Regions from separate parts of the Drosophila melanogaster genome. Here region 2 is linked to region 1. A link is a contact called in public Hi-C data. All regions are on one chromosome and are shown on one strand. Each heading gives the region's core, a stretch centred on a gene start, on an enhancer-like site or on the middle of the called end of the contact. The rest is flanking DNA. Distances are from core to core; before and after follow the strand shown.

What was found. A called contact is a pair of places that touch in the nucleus more often than the background predicts.
Region 2: a contact with region 1 is called in a Hi-C map of the Kc167 cell line, with 2.2 times the contacts expected there. The contact joins the promoter of Rim2 here to the promoter of cbt in region 1. A contact is called at or near these places in 4 of 107 Hi-C or Micro-C datasets (the Kc167 cell line and embryo).

What each region holds. Positions count from the first base shown.
Region 1 is chr2L:475,647-483,224 of dm6, forward strand. cbt (cabut) reads right to left here and starts at 4,042. Exons shown (of 2, transcript NM_164384.2): 1 at 3,761-4,042; 2 at 800-2,558. The coding sequence starts at 3,829. The coding sequence ends at 1,341. It overlaps ush (u-shaped), which reads left to right and starts at 574. Exons shown (of 9, transcript NM_001272902.1): 1 at 574-685. MED15 (Mediator complex subunit 15) reads left to right here. Exons shown (of 7, transcript NM_134684.3): 5 at 1-205; 6 at 270-369; 7 at 432-524. The coding sequence ends at 156.
Region 2 is chr2L:1,720,431-1,728,008 of dm6, forward strand. It overlaps Rim2 (Replication in mitochondria 2), which reads right to left and starts at 3,958. Exons shown (of 7, transcript NM_001258912.2): 1 at 3,452-3,958. It overlaps Eno (Enolase), which reads right to left. Exons shown (of 4, transcript NM_164434.3): 3 at 7,216-7,450; 4 at 4,338-6,225. The coding sequence starts at 7,403. The coding sequence ends at 4,911.

The sequences.
Region 1 (7,578 bases), core at 2,792-5,291:
GTGCAACAAGCTCTCATTGCCCGCATCTCGAAGTTGCCCAAGAACTACTCGCTCTCACATTTGTTGGACACCTGGGAGATGGCCGTGCGACAGGCGTGTTCCCCGCAATCGAAACCCAGAGCAGTCTGTGAACTTTCCACTTTGCTGGGAGTTTAGCCCAACTATTTGGTTAAATTCAACTATAACATTAAATCTTAAGCTAAAAGTGCGTACGCTGCAAAAAAATTACTATTTATTTTAAAATCTTTCTAATTTCTGTTTTGTTCTAGATATATTTTTATATTTGTTGGAAGTTTTACCTAACTATCCGGCCTAATCAACTATAAACATTTTTTCTATTTACGCTGGGCAAAAAGTGTGGAAAGTTTAGTAAGTTTATATCTTGTTTAATTTTAAATCAATGGATATTGAAAATTTTAATTTCATTTTAGATTCCCAAAATGCCCCTCTGTTTTGGGTAAATACATTTTAACATATAAGACAAATGGCTTTTATAGCTAAAATAAAATAAAACCAATTATTTCAAAGAATATTGAGCTGCACCGCATTGAAACATCCTTCTATATACACAACACACTCATCCACTCATCAAGCAAAAAACATTCCACACTCAAGACTTAGTTCAATACCAAAATGGGGCTACATACTTTGCAAATTGTTTCAGTCGGATGAGATTTTTAAAAAGGTAAGCATAAACAATTTGGAATAGGGCTTGTCATTCTAAAAAAAAATTAAGTCACCGCAATAGACTTCTGCCCAATTACGCTTCCCTCCCAATTCATAGAATAACTTTAGTTTTCTTTGGAAAATATGTATATTTTCATTTGTTGAGATTGGAATCGTGCGATGATCCATTATTCTATTTGTTTTCATTTTCTTTTTTTCACATTTAGCAATAAATACAATTGTGTGTGTTTTAGCTTAAGAGAATTACACTGACAACTATGGTACAATAGAAAAGAGTTAAGAAAACTTAAATATCACAGATGTTGGACGCCGAATGCGTCTCTTTATAGTATGTACAAACACTAGGGATATTCAGAATATTAATCTGAAGAAGATCGCTTAGATAAGAAGTGTGCTGTGTGCTCCTGGAAAGAAGTGGCATCTATCCGATTTGGGTATTACGTATTGAATTTGAAGTTGATATATGCACAAAACGGTGACAAGATCTAGCTCCTAACTAAGCTTAAGTCTACACCAGCTACATGAGAGCGAGAAGGCATTTCGAATTTGACTCAGATGTTAATTTGTTTTGAAATTTGGTGGGAATTCATCTCTGTTTAGCTGGCGATACTGTGGGGCTGAGATTGGTTCTGATGCTGCTCGCATTGCTCTTCTCATCGCTGCACTTGAAGCAGGGTTCCGCCGAAGGTGAAACTGCTGGCCTGCTGCTGTAGCCTCAGCAGATCTTGGGCGCTGTAGACTTGCAAGCTGGCGGAACTGATGGGCGAGGAACTAGCGCTGGAGCCCGCCGGTGCTATCGCTCGCAAATGGAGCGAGGCATCGCAGAGGGAAGCCGCTACCGAAGCTGATGTGTTGTTGTTGGCCAGGGAGACATGTCGATTCACTCCGTTCGCCTTGTCCTTGTTGTGCCGTTTGACGTGCTTCGACAGGTGATCGCTTCTCATGAATTTCTTCTGGCAGACGCTGCACTGGAATTTCTTTTCACCGGTGTGGGTCCGTTTGTGTCGGGACAACTCATCGGAACGGGAGAATCGTTTGTCACAGTTCTCCCACTTGCAGATAAAGGGTCGCTCGCCGGTGTGAACCCTCTGGTGGGCCTTCAGATGACTGCTTTTGAAGTAATTCTTGCCGCAATCGGGAAAACTGCACTCGTAGATGCGACTTCTGGTGGCCGCCGCCTGGGCGGCCGTAATTCTGGTTGTTAGTTTCTCCTCGGACATTGTTGGCGTTTTGGGTACGGGTGTGGGGCTCTGTTGGGCGGCCACTGTGCTGAGCAGGATAAGTTGGCTGGCAGACGAAGCTACTGGGCTAACATATATCGGTGTCAGAATAGGTTTTATTTCCTCCTCCTTGATGCATTCCGCTGGAGCAGGTGGCGTTACAAGCTTCGCAACTGGTGTCTCGGGTGTTTGTACTGGGGGTAGTGCCACTTCTGCAGCACGCTTTCTGTTCATTTTGAACTTGAGATTGCGCCACACATTGGCCTCTGGATAGTCGTCCTCCACAGTGGGTGGTACTGAACTTGTACTTGTGTTTGTGTTGGAAGAGGAACTACAGCAGGAGGTGGAACTAGATGAGTTCTCGTCTTGGCTACTAGAAGAGACAGCGCCAGAACTGTTGACCCGCATGATGACGCTAACCCTTTCCGCTTTCTGATCATCGTCCAGCTTTTGATCCGGCGGCGGTGTCATGCTCATAGCAGGTTGTTCCAAACGGGGTTTCTTGTTGGGAACCGCTATTTCGGGAGCCTCGTCTTCCGTGTCCGATGGATTTGGTGTAATAATCCCTCCATTTTTCTGACTCTTTTGGGCCACCAGCTTGAGCTTTGCCTTTAGCAGATTCTCGTTCACCTGTTGTTCGTCCTTGGCGACCTGGAAAAGGAAAGAACAAGTTCAGGGTTAGTCAGAGTTCGTTAACATTGTCGAGTTTATGTTCTGAGGAGTGCATTCACATTCACAGTCCCATTCACTTTTCGCTGACCAGCATTGACCCACAATAACTTTTCCTCGCAATTCGCTAATTACGCCGGCGGCTGACAAGGCCGTTCACCGTTAACCTTCACACACCCTGCAATACCCCGCCCAACCCCAGGTTCAATGCTCCTTCGAAAGGCCAAGGGAACTTTGTTTTTGGCGGTTTTTGAACTCTTTTAAAGGCCGTTTGGGGTGACAGAATATTACTCATTAACTGTTGCTGCCAGCTGTGCTTTAAATTATAGACGTATGTAAATGTTAAAGGTGAATACTGTATTGATGACCACATAAAAGTCTTTAAATTGATGTGCTCCTGACAGAAACAAAAAATGTCTTAAAATTTTAAAAACTGTTCTTAATATGGACTTTTCAAATTTCACTACTTAATTTTTAAGGATGAAAACATGAGCAACTGTTGCGTTTTCGGCGCATATTCTAGAACCATTTAAAAATTGCGCCTAAAAGCATGCAAGGAAAATGCAGCCACACCACCAGTATTATTATGACGTGCCTCAGGTGGGTGATTTCATGGGGAAGGCGAATGCGAGGGGTGTATTATGACTCGTGCGAAGACGTCGAAATCTTTTTATGGGCTCGGCACGTTGCGCTCTAATGTGCGACAGTGTTTGTTTGTTTCTTTCTTGGCCAGATAAAAAACGAGCCAGAAATGTGACATGGTTTTATGGGTTGGGGCTTGGCCTGTTTGCCTAGCTTTTGGCTAGGCCCTCTCTTTCCTCTCACACTCCACCGCTCGCCTACAGTTGCCAATTGGCAACTCACCTTCTCTCTTTTGCTTTTCTGTTGTTTTTTCCTAGTGGTGCCAAGTCCAATGTTCAGCTGCGGCCTCTCGCTCGCACTCACACATCACTCGCTGTGCATGCGGTGTTCACGTGAAAGCGTGTTGGCTGCGTGATCGCATGGCTGTGTGCGAGTGCGAGCGGGACGAGGCACTTTGTTTTTAGAAACGCGGCAAGTGGGAGCGAGAGCGAGCTAAGTACGATTCCGTTTGATTTTCCGCTGCCTTGAATGCACTATCCCCACTCAATAAGCACTAATTACACTAGCGTACACTGTATATATCCACTTTGTAGGTCACTTACGATTTCCAACTTGTTTTCCCTTAGTGGGGGCGTTGCGGGTGGTGAAGGTAGCAAGGTATCCATGTCCATTGCACTTTCAAATTTCAGTTGCACTCTCTTTTTTTTATTGAAGAGTCTGTGTTTGTTTGTTTGTTTTGTTCCGGGGCTAATCACTTGGTTTAATCTCAGTTTGTGTAGATTTTTGCACTTCAGCTAACTTTGCACTGGCGCTTTCAAGTGCCGCTTGCCGTTTTGGAGCGAAGGCGAACCGTTGCGTTCGGAATTCAAGAGACGAATGAAAAAGGCAAAGCCATTCAGCTCCCAGCAGAGCTGCCGCCGCCGACGCCGCTGCCGGCAGAGGCTGTGCAAGTGTGAGTGAGTGGAGCCGCCGACGACGTAATCACTTGGAAACGGGCAAGTGTGTGTGAGCGGGCCATCGTCATCGGCAGTGGAGCAACCAGTGCAATGTAACCCGGACGAACATCAGCCAGCAACGTGGGCAGCACCTCCTCGGCTCCTCTCTCTCGGGCGCAAAAAAGAAAAAGGTCAGGTCTCCTGCTCACTCACCTCTCAGCAACCCACGTGCACCGGACAAAATAGCCCGTAAAGAATGACATCTCTGTTAACTCAATTTTAGACTGTAATGTTGGTTGGCAATAAGTTAAAAGAGATTCAGGTGAACCCAAATCGTTTTTAGTAAACTCTCTAAAAGTGTATGGCTATTTTAAATGTTGCCATCTTTTCCGAGAAGACCCAAAAAATCACCGAAGCGATTTCTTTCTGTGCAGGACACAGACACACAGCCAGTAGGAGAGAGGCCCGCAGAGCACGTAATCAACGCATGGACGTCATCAGCTGTTCACTGCGGGGTCTTGTGTTTGGTGCTATAGAGAACGGGTCAGTAGAGGAGGAGCTGGGGAGGGTGTGGGGCTCCATCGGCTGTCTATTCATGGGCTGTGCATGCCCCAGCCGCGTGCACAGCGCACACCAACCGACACACTCACAGACACACCCCAAAGCCGTGTCTGAGTAGCTGACGTAGTTGTTGCCACGGAAGTCTGTGAATAATCGGCTGAAAAAATACTTTAAAACTGGCTCGAAACCTGGCAGACGCCCCTCAAGCTGAAATCTAAGACCTGGCCGCATATATTTGCATTAACTTTGGAAGTCTGACTTTAAGCAGACACGGATTTCATTAATAAACGAAAGGCATAGTGCGAAAGCAGGAGAGTATGGGAGCTCAACAGTTGACGGGGAGCATTGCCAGGCCCAAGAAACTGGGAGATAACAAAGATGAGTCACGAAAAGCAGGCATTTCAAAATCCTCTTATTCACCACCAGTGAATGCATGTAACTCAATTAAGTCGTCAATTGATTACATTTATTTTGTTTGAAAACCCTCCTAGGACACGGGTAAATTCTACCTGGCAATGCTCGCGTTTCGCCTGTAACAGTTTTCAAAGCAAAAAGGGGCTCGTACACAGAGCACACACACCAAAGAGCGAGCGGCAGAAACAGCTGTGGTTATTGGCGCTCTCTTGCGCAACAACAACGAATAACTAGCACGCCATACCCCACACCAGACTTGTGGGGCGACTGTTCAGGCCGTGTAGGGTATTCAGGGGTAGCATGGGAGCAGCTAGATTAGATGCAGATCTCTGAAAAGTTTAAGTTTTATTTTTCTTCACATTCCCTAAAAAGAAATTTTATATTTGTCGTTACTAAATTAATGTCATTCCATCCGTCTCCTACTGCTTTATCGCCGCTTTTAGAGGGTATGCCCAAGTGGACCCCTCGAAAATAACCTTCTTGACGGCTGAACAGCTCGCCTGCGTGTTTTATGGTGTGCGTGAGTGTCTGTGTGGGTCCGTCTGGTATCACGCGTTGACCTCATGATGTTCACGTGAACATTTGTTGATACTTTGCCTGAGCGGACGAGTGAGTGAGTGCGAGTGAGACGAGGCGAAAATGCCAGCAGTCTGTGGCGTGCCTATCTGTGCGCTTGTGTGCGTGTGGGGGTTTGCAGTACTTGCGTTTTTGTTTTTGTCTTTGCTTCGTGTTTGTGATTGGAATCGGAATTCGTGTGTAAATTTTGCGCGGAACTTGAAGCGATGGCCTCCACTCTCTCGCGAATGTGGGCGTGTAAATGGGCCGATATACCGTTACCGCACCCCTCTCCATTGCGCCCCACCCCCCGCATTTTGAATGCAAACTGCGGCGCAGTTGAAGCTCCCCACCGGCCAGCTCCTCCAGTCCTCGCAAATCCATCAAGCGGGAATTCATGTGCATTGCGGAGGCTGAACACAATCAGCAGCCGCAGGTTAGATCTAAAAATAGACGTATATCTCGGCTCCCCGGCGGGTTCAAGTTCAGTTCCCTTGACTTGCATTCGCCCACGGAGCTCCCACGCCCACCCACTCAATCTGGGATGGCGAAATCTGGACTCGCAGAACTCACGTGTGCCCACGCACATTTTCGGAAACGCACGTAGGCCGCTGACTACTGGAAAAAACTGAGTGTCAGTGCTATAGAATTGCACAATAGAATTGCTGTATTACATATATTTTTTTAGTTTGTTAATTCATTGCTTATTCCTCACTAACAATACTGAAAACTAAAAATAACTCTTTGATTTAGATTTCAAAACTTGTTCCTACAACACAAAAGCAAGCAAAATACCTTTTTTTCGGTGTGTCAAAGGCCGACTTAGAAATACAATATATATATGTATATGTATGTTATATGTACATATAACTCATCGTTTTTCGCAGAGCGAGTTTGCGCATTGACGTAACTCTCTTCTGGCATCTGGCATTACGTAGCAGACTCGTTGGCTCGGTGACGTCACACCCACGCTGGCTCCTTGCTCCTGTTGCGCGTCAAAGGTCACAGCATAATAAGCGTGACGTTGGCGTGAGCTTCTGCCGGGTTCAAGGCCTCCTACGCTCCTTTTTTCTTATTAACGAGGAGAGGAATCGCATGCAGAATAAAGCCTAAGGCGCAAGCAGACAACTTTCCGTCGGTGGAGTTGGTCGAAATGTCAATCACAGGTGGACCCTGACGTCAGAGGGCCTCGAAAAAGAACGCTGCTTATTGATATTATTCATATATCCATTTAATCATGTACTCAACGAGTGGCACACAGTCTGACCAAAAGTCATAAGGAACTGGTCTATAATTCGGCACGGCAACAACGTCAAACGCGTCAAATGCGACGCCCATTTTCCTAGTTTCCCTCGATTCCCATTCACAAACATTTCCCACACAGTTTCTGTTTGTTGGCCTCTGCTTGCACGCGGGCGTGGACGACGCTACAACGTCGTCCGAAAAAAGCGCCAAGATCGTCAAAACTCTCCATGACGTCATGAGCCCAACTCGTGACTCCAAGTGCAGACTTCGTTAGTTTCTTGGTTTCATATTGCTTACCAGCCTTTGTCAGAAGTCAAAAGAATCAGAAATTTCCATTTAGCACGCATGTAAACATGTTTACAAACAAGAAGATTTTCCCCAATTGAACAGATTATGGGGGTTCTTCGAATTGGTGCAACTAGTTCGATGGAAAGATACTAATCAATGGAATCGGAATTTCCCCTTGTATTGTAATTGTCAAGTCTACAATATTTAAAGAAAGTATCTTGTAAATTTGTTTATGAACTATCTCATATTTCACCATGACGCGCAACCTTCTTATTGGTCTATATGGCGGTCACATATGCCAAATATCAAAATATTTATCTTTGTTATAAAGACTCACATGACTAACTCGAATCTAATGAGTGATTCCCGATCTCTTTTTCCACTATTGCTCAGCAAAAGAAACCAAATTATTTAATTAGAAG
Region 2 (7,578 bases), core at 2,708-5,207, 1.2 Mb after region 1:
ACCATGATACGCATTTGATCAATGCACTAACGGGTTCCAATTAGCATCTGGCTGGCACATCACGCGAGAATTAAGCTAACTGCTACCCATTCCACGTGAGCCGAAGGTAATTTACCCAGACAGTTGGACAAACAATTCAGTGGAACGATTAATGAATCGATTCACCACTTGCATGTGATGAACTAGAATTGAGGGGTATGAATATTAGAGGGTATCCTATAGCTATACCATTTAGCAATAAATCAGGCAAGAGTGCCAGTCATGCTTGTGAGCTGAGATTAATAGCTCCACAAAGTAGCTCGCAGTATAAGTTCATTCGCAAATAAATCCCTCAATAAATATTGGGTCAAGTACTTAGTTTCTCTGTGGCCCAATTAGTAAGGTTTACAACTGCATCCAAGTACGTTCAGTCCGATCACACATATATTCAGATCTATATATATGCACTTAGCTATGCCCGATCGATGGCCTTTGGCGACGCATGTGCGAGAATCGTGCCATTTGCAACCAGTTAATGTGCGATTTATCTGTTCCTTGACATTCCTGCCGAAAAAACACACACGTTGCCGAGATAAGAGCGGAAATTTTGGACCCGCAGACATCGTCTATGGGGGATACGTAAATACAGAAGGGGAGTTGAGTGATAATACCGCTGGGCGGCAATGCGTCAGCTCTGCTGGGGTGACTTTTGTCCAACTGCTCGAGGAAGGGCAGCCCCCCACACACACACACATTATACACACATAGACGACTGATAAAGACAACTTTTCGGGAAGCCTTTCCTTATCAACGCAAATATAGTACGCCATTTTCAATGGTTTTGGCATTTCGCAGACCTAGGCTCCCATCTTATCAATGCCGCTTTTATTTTCACGTTTTTTCTTTGGCTCCTGCTGCCTTTGGCTTCTTTGAGATGGATTACGAAATCTATGGAAAGTTTTCAATGTTATTGTTTATGGGTCAAAGGAATCGAGGGTTACGAACGAGCTCTGTGCTCTCTAATTCTAGACTAGAATAATAATGTTTTCCTATTAATTTCGAATAACTCTTGGCACGCGATCTTCTATATGATCACCGAATTTTCATTCGCATTTCTCGCTTCCGTATAAATATATATATATATATATTCTGAAATATCAGAATGTGTGTCTAGATCAAGAGTGTTATAAAAAAAGACGCCCTTGACACAATTTCAGTGCGCCAATGGGCTTTACAATAAATCTTAATATCATATCGAAAGTTCAAAGATTAAAATATACCATTTCCATTGAAGTGACTTTCTTATGCTTATTGCAACCTTTCAAAAAAGGTGCTCTTTTCAAAATATGCGTACGTGCAGAGAGACACGTCTGAAAACCGGGCGAGGAATATACTTTTTTTTTTTTTTTTGAATATTTTGACCTGGTCGAGCAAGATACAAACAAATGCCAGCCGATGGAAAAGTTTGGAATAATGAAACTATGTGAGAAAGCGCGTTACTATATCTTATTTGAACTGCAGACGAGGAATCGAAAGAGCAATGTGCACCTTGTAGCCATAGTGACATTGCTATTATCCCCCCAAAAACCTCATCGAACACCTTGGGATCTGTTGTTTGTTGCATTCCCCACTCGCCTTCAACTGAGTCAGTGTCCCAGAAAAAGTTTATTTGCCTGTGCTGTCTCGCTGAGAACCAAAACAAATTCGAAATCGCTTGCCAAGCTCAATTTAGAATTGTTTTTAGCTAGTATGTAGGAAAATACAATGCACCATCTATTTTATATCATATATTCTATATTATATGTGGGCTATAGCGAAATCCGCAATATTAGTGTGCCAAATCAAAGATTTTAGGGAATAGATCAGACATTTCGCAACGCTGCTAATTGGCGATAGTAGGAAATATTTCACTATAAACACTAAGCTACAAATGGATATAAATTATAAATAAAGTAAACTGTTTTCCGATCTTAGAACAATGTTAGCTGTGCAGTTCCTTAATAGTAATGTGCACTGCCCCTCTTCAACTTATGTAAGCCCCTTGGAGGCCTCTGATGCCCGATTAGATGGATGTCGTTTGATTGTTTGCCGTGCGGCTTACTTGCTGCGATAGCATTGTGTGGCGGGGAGGCAAGGTTGTTACGCCTTTCGATTTGTTTTCGCAACGTGTACCAACACGAGATACCCGGCAAGCGACGACAAGTGGAAGGCGGCCAGAACAACTGGGGTATTAGCCAGCTCAGGTTGCAACGTGCAGCGTATTTCCAGCCCACTAAAGTATATACTACGCATATGTGCAGCGACTCGTTAGATACGGACACGGATACATACGGACATGGATACATACGGACATGGGTGGGTGCCACAACTGTGTGGTTGCTTTTTTCCCCCGCTGATAAGTGGACTTGCACTGCCGGCCGGCAAATTGCCCGGAGAGACTTGATTGCCACTGTGGCGGGGCATTAGAAGTGCCATTCAGCGGAATTATTATAGGTGGGGGGTCATGCTATCAAAGGCCTTCACCAAGGCCACCCGCGTCGATCAAAAGTTGTCAGAAACGGTGAGCTGTTGTTTTTATAAAGTGGAAATCTGGATTGCAGTCATAAGGAGCGAAGTATAGCAAATATTTTCTGTGGAAAAACTATCATGGACTAGGAGATACTTTATAAACAAACTCTATAAACACTTGTTTACTATCCCAAATATAAATATCAACAAAAATAAACTATTTAAAGCTGAGAGCTGTCAAGCATAAATAACAAAGTTCGTATTTCGAGCGTAATTCAATTGAAATGCGATCGTTTCCCGACTGACCAGGGGCTCGACTTGGGATCGATTCTCGATCGCTGGAAACTGGTTTTCCGCTGGGCAAACTAATGTGGAAGAACTAATGTGCCGGCCATTGTGTGTGTAGGGTGCAGGTGAAAACAAAAATAAATTCAGATGCGACGCGTCTAAAAATAGCCGCATATAAAAGCCACAATAAAAGTCCATAAGGGAAACAACAACAAAGCAATTGCCTGTCCAGGGGAATCGGAATGAATCCAAGTGGACATTGCCTGCGGAAAATGAACCCAGAAATGCGCTGTTTATGAATGTTTGTTCGCTGCAGGCGCGCTTTAATTAATTACATATGTTCTGCGTATTTCGCTCACTTTAGCTGCGATTTATCGAACAACAAATACCCTTCTTTTAATGCAAAGCACGTGAACGTAGCATGTTTCCCGAAGATCAGTTTGTGTTGTGTGTTTCCCTGCGCTGGCCGCATTTCTTTTTCGGTTTGCTCCCTTTTGGCAGTGGCGCCAAAATAGTTCAGCTCCCCTTCGTGGGCCAGCCCAAATCTAATCGCCAATTGCGCCGTTCCCGCCGAGCAATTACAATTAGAGGCCGGGAGCAAACCGGTTTCGTTCTACGCTGATGGCCTGACCTGCGATAAGACGCAGTAGGGAGAATGTCAGGCAGGCAGACTTACCCGCCGGCGATCAGGTGGATGAGAGTGTCGGCCGTGTTCTGGGCCATCTTCGTTGTCTTCCCAGTTCCGGAATAGGCTCCACCGAAATGGGCGGCTACTTGGACGCGCACTTGGTTTTAACTTTGGCAAAACGCACTATATTGTTAAGGCACTTTGTGGGCGGAGGTGTGGGGGGCGGGGCCCCAGGGGGAGGGGCTCTTAGCACGCTCTCCTCTCTTCCTCTTGCCACTTTCTATTGTCCTTTGAACTTTTGGGGCTTTCGCTTGGCCGCGATTCTCCGACTTTTCGACTTGATTTTCGGCAACGGTTATGCAACTGCAGTGGTTGCAGTGCTGAGCGTTAACTTAACCTACGGTTAGCTTGCGCGCAGTTAAAGTCCGTCGGTCGGCCGGTGCACTGATTCGATTTCGAGCTCGCCGATCCCTAGCGTTTGTGATTTAGCTTTGCATTAATTTATTTTCGATCCGATGTAAAAAAACACGTCCGTGAGAGTGACCGCACTGCGACTGTGGAAGCATACCGCCGCTGCGAGGCGCCAAGAAACGACCTAAAAAATACCAACAAACTGGGGAATTCAACGGTTCTGTGCGAAACTTTGAGCGCCATTTTGGTCCACCCTAGAAATTCAATTTTATTCACAGAAAGTTGAAAAAGCTTATTGAAATACTCGACTAATTGGTGGAAAGCAAAGATAAAGATAGAAAAAAGATCGTATTCAAAGTTTAATAACTTCATTCATCAGTTCAGAGATAATGAATAATTCAGATCCATTCAATCTTAATCCAAATCCAGAAAATGTTTTAAGATAGTTGCCTTTACTTTAGTTGCCCTTACTTGAGTTTACTTGATTATCTGGCAACGCCACAAGTGATCGAAGAAAAGAATTCAGTAACTTTTATACTTTTTATTTCACATCAACTAACAAATCTGAATATGTTTAATATTTGGTGTACTATTCCATCTGATTAAGATCTCTATTGAACACCGTGTATATTCGATAAGAATATTCCAACAGCTTTCGCTTAAATTCTATGTCTCAACAATTGTTTCATAACCGTTTTTGAAGTGAATAACTTGTCTGTTTGTGGATTTGGTGTTTGTGTAGATCAATTTATAATTTCATAACGATTACAGCGATTACATTGAAGATATTCAAAGCTCTCGGCAACTGAACGAATATCTTGCACATAGTGTTTTTTATTCTTTTGTTTATAAATAATGATTAGATCAAGGTTTAGCATTAATTAATAATGTCTAAGAACGAAGCATAGAGACAGCAAATGGGTTTGGTAGTTTAATTCTGATGTATTTGTGCGCCAGACACAAGTTCCGAACGTAAAAGGTTGACGAACACGTGCACCGCCGCCTTTCCATGGATCTACTGCGTCCAGCTCCCTCTCCAAGATCCAGATCTCATTCGATGGGGCTGGTGTGGTTGGAATTTCGAAGTGCCCTGCGCTTACTGCGGCTTCCTGAACGACTTGCCGGCGAACTTGACGCCAGCGCCGATCTCCTCCTCGATGCGCAGGATCTGGTTGTACTTGGCCAGACGCTCCGAGCGGCATGGAGCTCCGGTCTTGATCTGGCCGGTGGACAGACCGACGACCAGGTCACCGATGAACGAGTCCTCGGTCTCACCGGAACGGTGGGAGACCATGGTGCCCCAGCCGTTCTTCTTGGCCAGCAGATGGGCGGCAATGGACTCGGTGACGGTGCCGATCTGGTTGACCTTCAGGAGCAGGCAGTTGCAGGCCTTCTTCTCCACGGCGGTGGCAATACGCTTGGGGTTGGTCACGGTCAGATCATCGCCCACGATCTGGATGTCGGTGCAGCCGGTCAGGTTGGACCAGGCCTCCCAGTGGTCCTGGTCAAAGGGATCCTCAATCGAGACGATGGGGAAGTCCTTAATAAACTCCTGGTACAGGTTGGCCAGCTTGTCGGCGGGCAGCCACTGCGACTTGTCGCTCTTCTCGTTCTTGAAGTCCAGATCGTACTGGCCATCCTTGTAGAACTCGGAGGCGGCCACGTCCATGCCGATCTCGATCTTGCCGGTGTATCCGGCCTTGGCGATGGCATCGCTGATCAGGTTCAGAGCCTCCTTGTTGGACTGGATGTTGGGGGCGAAGCCGCCCTCATCGCCCACAGCGGTGGCGTCCAGACCGAACTTGGCCTTGATCACATTCTTCAGGTGGTGGTACACCTCGGAGCCCATCTTCATGGCCTCTGTGAAGCTGGTGGCGCCGGTGGGCAGGATCATGAACTCCTGCATGGCCAGCTTGTTGCCGGCGTGGCTGCCGCCGTTGATCACGTTGAAAGCGGGCACCGGCAGGATGATCTCCTTGTTGCCAGCCAGATCGGCAATGTGTTTGTACAGCGGCACGCCCTTCTTGGCGGCTCCAGCCTTGGCCACGGCCAGGGAAACGCCCAGGATGGCGTTGGCTCCGAACTTGCTCTTGTTCTCGGTGCCGTCCAACTTGATCATGAAGTTGTCAATGGACGCCTGGTCAACCACATCCAGATTGGCCTTGATCAGCTCGGGTCCCAGGGTGTCGTTCACATGGCCCACGGCCTTCAGCACCGACTTGCCATGGTAGTTGGCCTTGTCGTTGTCGCGCAGCTCCAGGGCCTCGTGGACGCCAGTGGAGGCGCCGGAGGGCACGGCGGCTCGGAAGAGTCCCAGCTCGGTGGTCAGGTCGACCTCCACGGTGGGGTTGCCACGGGAGTCGTAGATTTGACGGGCCTTGATCGCTTTGATGGTCATCTCGTTGCTGTCACTGAAATCAAAAAACAAAAAACAAAGTCCACGAGGGCGAATTAGTGTCTGTTATCAGGACTTTAAATCTAGGCATGGTGTTCTATTAAATAGCTGACCGCAGATGAAGCCATTCAGATTTTATGGCGGATGTGCTCCACAATATTTGCGAAATCCCCGCCATTACTTAAATAGTTGGGCTTATTTATATTTAAAATTGTTCCAAATGGACAGTTAAATGATATGTTTCGTGATGCAGTGAAATATTCGGAAATATGTCGAAAAAGAAATACGAACTAGAAAGGAAATGGGAGATACACCTTTGACATACTTTTGGACTTGGTTCTCAAAATATGGTTAGATATTAATAAAAAATTATTTTTTTTTGCAAAGAATTGTAGCTGTGAGCATGTAAGTCACTTGCAATTTGAGCTGTGAGTGGTGTAAACTTATACATATATCCCCATTCGGGTGTGACTTTCTCCACGGTATAATCTCGAAATGCCCCTCCTGAGTTTTCTATATTTAATTTGTCTTCAAATTTCAGTTAAATATTTCTATAATAATTTAGAGTCACTGACACTGGCGGCATTTCCCGCTTTTCCGCTTATCTCAGTGGGAGAGTTTTCAGTTTGCTCTCGCCGAACAACCGAATGACCTCTAAGCTACTTTTAAAGGTCAGACCCAAAGTGAGGCGTCCAGCGAAGCCGCAGTACGTGGAAAAGTTGCGAAAAACGGAAGTATCTCCCTACAGCGATACAACAAATGCCTGTCAATTGAAATTATTAGATTTGTGCAATTAAATCGATTGGAAATATACGTAAACGAGACACTTGAAAATTTGCACAGCACCATTTGTTAGATAATCGCGCGGATATCGCTCGCAAAAAACGCTCGATTTTCAAGCCCTTTCGATTGGGGTGATCTTTGTGAAGTTCGCAGATAAAACAATTAAATATTTTCCCTAAGCTGGATGCACAAGCACACACCAAGAGTCTAGCAATATACATACCAAGTACTTTTGCGGATCTGCACAAATTTAAATCCAGATGAGAGCTGGCTGACTGCTGATTTGCTTCTGAAACGCGGCGCAACGTTTGCCGATTTATTCTGGGGAATTCTGGGGAGAGGCCAGCGCAGACGCAGAAACTTCATGCTAGTGGTGGAAGTCCTCAAGAAAACTGAAGCGGTCCAAGACATGGCTTGAATGTGTAAAAGACGGCGGCGAAAGTGCTACCAATTTGTATCTTGATAAAGGAGTAAAAAATATCATTTAAAATATATATTTTAGTTACCTTACATGAAACTATAGCTCTGTTGCAAGCTATATGATAAATTTAATATTCATAAATTTTAAAAGCTCAGCTTAGGCGAT